Linked DNA regions of Gossypium hirsutum: region 2 is linked to region 1. A link is a contact called in public Hi-C data. All regions are on one chromosome and are shown on one strand. The core of a region is the stretch at or near the end of the contact, and the rest is flanking DNA. Distances in the headings are between cores, read along the strand shown. Region 1 holds the start of LOC107929570 (protein DOWNY MILDEW RESISTANCE 6). Region 2 has its middle 20 kb from the start of LOC107929466.

The links. A called contact is a pair of places that touch in the nucleus more often than the background predicts.
Region 2: a contact with region 1 is called in a Hi-C map of leaf, with 2.9 times the contacts expected there. The contact joins the enhancer-like site here to the promoter of LOC107929570 in region 1. A contact is called at or near these places in 3 of 34 Hi-C or Micro-C datasets (callus and leaf).

The regions. Positions count from the first base shown.
Region 1 is chrA12:106,385,967-106,388,666 of Gossypium_hirsutum_v2.1, reverse strand. It overlaps LOC107929570 (protein DOWNY MILDEW RESISTANCE 6), which reads left to right and starts at 1,391. Exons shown (of 4, transcript XM_016861037.2): 1 at 1,391-1,788; 2 at 1,880-2,127. The coding sequence starts at 1,591.
Region 2 is chrA12:106,430,652-106,433,351 of Gossypium_hirsutum_v2.1, reverse strand. No RefSeq gene overlaps it. Among protein-coding and RNA genes, the nearest start is that of LOC107929466, 20 kb to the left of the region's middle. Within about 2 kb of position 1,436, at least 4 of the 9 cell types and tissues checked have an H3K27ac peak or open chromatin away from gene starts, as enhancers often do. A contact at or near this core is called in leaf, where this site is marked.

The sequences.
Region 1 (2,700 bases), core at 142-2,641:
TTGATGAAAAGAGAAAAAAGTTGCATAGGGGGGGGGGTGTTAGCCATTTGTGACCTCATATTTATTTTTCCTCCACCCATATAAATGCATCATATTTATATTTTACTCGGTCCATATAATTATGACTTTAAAGAAAAACTAGCACATTTATTAATCATTCTTTGACAAATAAAATACCCAATTTTTATTTATTTGTCGGTCGATAGATTTATTTTAGGTGGTAGCGAGAGAAGTTTATTTTTTAAAGGTTAAAATATGTTACAAGTTCATGTTTTATTTATAGATTTTAGATTTTTATGTTTATAAATTTAATTTTTTTTATTTTTTTATTTTAAATTTCAGATTCTAGTATTATTTTTTGTTAAATTTGTTAGTGTGATAATTTAAAATAAAAGAAATACTCATTTGGTAGTTATGTATTTAACATAATAGTGTTAACAATTGGATAAATAATAAAAATAGTCACTTATGTTATAGAGTGATCACTTTACTGTTAAGCTCCGTTACTTCTCTATGTGGCAGTATAAATAGATTTTAAATGCTATCTTCGATGTCTAGTTGTTGGGATAAAAATAGGTTTTTAATTAAATAAAATTAATTTGGATTGTCACGTAAGATATCTGTTAGGGAGATAACGAAGCTTAACAGTGGAGTGAGCATTTTGTAATAAAATGATAACTTAAGTGACTAAAACGTAACATTTTAAAAATAAATAATTAAAATATAATATGAAATAAATAAAAATGACTATTTTTATAAATTACCCGTTAACAACTTTACCGAATTTGTAGAATTGAAAAAGTAAAACAGATGGGATATTCTGTATTTCCTGACTTATTAAAAATATGCTATCAATAGAGAATCGACAGCAAGCACGAAAGGTTGCTGTTATTTTGGCGTATAAAACGGATGAAATTGAAAAAAACTGACAAATAGATAGAAACAATGGGAAAAAGAAAAAAGCCTTAAAAAATTGGAGTAAAATAATAATAGTTTTAAATTAAATTAAAAGATCAATCAAACAATAAAATTAAGGTTAGAAATTTAAACTCCTAAGGTTTAATTAGCCGTAGCAACCAAAATTCGACAAGTGTTGGGCTGAAACTGGATACTGCTTTATTTTTTTTGGTAATATTAGGACATAAATTTTTATTTTCATTTATGGTACATTCGTGAAGAAAATGTGTTTCACAACGTGTGAACTCTAAATTTGGATGTCGACTTACAAATTTCTTTACCACTAAATTACTGATTCAACCGTTGGCCATATAAATATTTAAAATTTTTATTATTTTTAATATTTAATTGATTACTTTAACCAATATTAATATTATTTAATAAACCCTAAATATTAATGAATAAAATCAGGTATTTCTAAAGATTAGAATAAGAAGGATTTCAATGGAGCCACCTGCACCACGGTCTATAAATAAAAGTGTATTTTGAGCTTGAAAATGGGGTACTCAATTCATTTCAATGAACTTGAATGAAATAAGTAAGTAAATATTGCTCTTTACCTCTCAACACTCCCTCGTCTCCACTGTCGCCCCTCTTCTCTTGTATTTCCTTTTGGGGATTCCGATTTGGGATATGGATACAAAGGTACTTTCCTCTGGAATCCGATATTCTAACTTACCGGAAAGTTACGTCAGACCGGAATCGGAGCGTCCCCGTTTATCCGAAGTCTCCGAATGTGAAGACGTCCCTGTTATCGATTTAGGGTGTGAGGACAGAACCCATATTATTCAACAAATTTGTCGTGCCTGCATGCAGTATGGATTTTTTCAGGTATGAAATTAATTTTCTCAATATCATCGCCTCTGTCTTTTTCCCTTTTTAGTTTTTTTGTAATCATCGATCGTATTATCCATTTTTCCAGGTAATTAATCACGGAGTTTCCAAAGAAACAGTTGAAAAAATGTTGCAAGTGGCACATGATTTCTTTGAGTTGCCATTAGAGGAGAAACTGAAGCTTTACTCCGATGACCCTTCTAAAACAATGAGACTTTCCACTAGTTTTAATGTGAATAAAGAGAAGGTTCATAACTGGAGAGATTATCTAAGATTACACTGCTACCCTCTTCACAAATATGTCCCTGAGTGGCCTTCAAATCCTCCTCCTTTCAAGTAAGTCCGTCATCTTCTTCTTCCTCGCATATACTGGTTTTGCCTCACCCTTTTTCTCTTTGAACAATGGCTATAAAATATTGAAAATCGATGCTCTAATTAGACCCATTTGTCATTTCCATTGTTTCTGTCATGCACGTTCTAATGATATGATTCAACTATAAGTTGAGTATTAAATGCATTATTTATGTTTCTTCAAAGGAGTAACAACCTAACATCATTTAAATAATCTCTTTGACATTATGCATGGAATCACAGTACGAGTCTTTTAATTTTTCTCTTACTTGATTTGAGCACGTGATAAAATAAAACTGATAAGGTATTTTTTTGAATTTTTTAAATTTAAATAAGATCTTCTGAATGTTCTGAAACTTTAGTACCGTATAATTGATTTTATATTCGATTGATCATAACTCATATCAATTTTTTTTCCTTTGTCCCTACAAAATATCTCAAGATATTTTCTTGGTAGATTTTAGTACTTTTTAAGGTGACCTTAAAGGTGGAATTTTAGTGTTCTTCCTTTTGCTAATTAACCAAGTCATAAAGCATACTACATATCAAAGGAAAAGT
Region 2 (2,700 bases), core at 187-2,686, 45 kb before region 1:
AATTGGAATTCTTCAATTGCAAAAAATTGTAAGTCTATAACTTTAATCTAATAATGACTTTAACCAAAATTTATAAAATAATTGTGCGAAAATAAGAGAAAGAAATCTCACAAATTAATTTTTATCAATTGATTATAAATAAATAAATAAACTTGCATCTTTCGAAATCATATGCAAATATTAAATTAGATTATATTTAAATTTAAAAAAGAAAAACAAATCAATCCAAAAATAATAAAGAATCAATTCATTCTCAACGATTGAACATGACGAAACTCAAATGCCACTTGTTAGAATTGTAAAATAAATCTAAAATAAAACTTAATAAATTAGGATCTATCATGTCAAATCATTAAGAATAGATCAAGAACAAAACTAGATGCGGAAGCATTCCTTAATCCATGAATTCCTTGAAATCTACGGATCTTGGGGATTTGATCTTCTAAATTAGCACACAAAAAATATTTGCTCTCTCTTTCCTAAAGATATCTTAACTGTAATTTTAAGATCATAACCCTAACATATATAACTTTGATAGATTAACCCTAATTCCTAATTAGCCTATCATTCATTAGAAATTGATTAGAACTACAGTATCTATACATATTTGACTTATACTTTATTTAATATTTAAAGCTCAATAAAACTTTAATCAAATTAGATCACTTTTAATTTAAGCTAACTTATCATAATAGTAAATAATAATATATAATTATTTTTATTATATATGTGATGTCCATATTTTTCAACAGTTGAATCATGGATTTTTATTCAACTCTCATAAATGATGTCAACTATTTCAATCATTCTAAAATAGGACAAATTTTGAGATAAACTTAAATTCTCTATAAGATAAAATTAAATTATGAAAGTGTCAAAACTTATACTGTGAGATATTTTCTAATACTTAAATCAATTAAAAGAAATTGATAATAGAAAAAACCATATTAGGATATAAAAGAAGGACAAAACATGAAGGAGATGACCCCTCATGAGATTTTAATACTTATCCGCTTATGTTTAGTCCCCAAGACTATTCTGAAAGTGAGGTTGTTTTGTGATATATCAAGTTCAACCATTATTACTTGAGAACCAAAACTGTACTAATATGATTATATAAAGTAATTAAGGCAATTACAATTACACAACGTGGAGTACAGGACAAATGAAAATAAAATGATGAAGATTTGCTTGCGATAGTGAGCGTAAAATATAAGGTTGTGTATGTTCGAATAAACTCGTCCACTTTCCGTATCAATGACTAAAAAAGAAAAGTGGGTCCCTATAGGCTGACACTGATGAGTCATGCCCCCCCCCGACCCAGTCAAATTACTTACGTACCAACAAATAAAGTGAAATTGAATGGCTTCGGTTCAATCATCAATCATCAACCGTCCGTTTCCCAGTCGGAGCCGCCCATTATAATTCCTACATGGCACGTGCACCGCCCCAAAGTCACTGCAGCCTGACCAGATGCTTTGGATAGATGCCTTTGTATTTGAAATGGTCAAATCTGACTCGGATTTTGAACTCAGTCACGTGCATTGCCGGGGATCACATATAATCTAATCCAAATCACTTATTAAAAAAAAAAAAAAAGAAATGGTCATTCTTCACTTTCCGAAATACATGACATTCTCCAGCAATTTTTTTTATTTTATTTTTTACCTTTATATTTTGATAAAATTTATTATTTACCTTTTTTTCTTCCAACTTTTTCATATCTTTCAATTTAAAATTCTAATCTAATCACTAATATTGTGTTAGTATTTTTTAAATCTTTTTTAGTTTAATTAATTTTTTCTTTGTTAACCATATATCACATTATGTAAAAATCGATATGTCAAATTGATAAATTTTAATGAAAAATACTCATAAAATTATTGATTAATAGATTGAAATCTTTAAATTGAAAAAAAAATAGAAAGAATAAATTTTAACTCTTTTTAGCAAAACTTTTTAAGTTCAAACACTAACTGCCAAACTGAGAATTTAACCTATAAATTTTAAGTATAGAAATTAACTCCCAAACTTTGTTATTGATGTTATTTTTTAAAACTTAATTGTTTTTACTTGGGAAGCACCAAGGTATAAAAAATTATAAATTTATAATTTAGTTCCTTCAAAATTAAAAAAAAAAACTTTTAATCCTTTCAAAGTTTTATAATATAATTCTGAAAAAAATTGAAATATTTTTTATGTGATCACCCAATTAAACCCACAAATATATATAGGATTATTATACATATCTTGATTTGGTGGAAGACAGACTTTTACTTAAAAGATCGAGATCTATCTCTTTTTAATTATGACACATTGCACATGCTCTTTTTCCTTTCCTTGTCCACTTTCTTAGTTATTGCTTTTTGAAGATTTTGTTTAAATGTTTTTTCAATTTGCAAAATATGTAACTTTTATGCTATTTTTTTATTATTATTAATATAATAATATGAGAGAAAAATATTAATACACATGTGTTAAAATAGTTAGACTATTAGTTAAGTTTTTAGTTGAGTCGGTGTTACGCTTAATTAGGTCATCAATTTAGTTATAAAGTTATGGAAATGTTTATTCATGATTAAAATTTGTAATATTATTTGATGATGTTTTAATTTTTTCACTTAAAAACTAATAAAAATATACATATGGTAAGATTTCAATTTACACAAATTGCATTAGTAATTTCTTAAAATAAAGCTT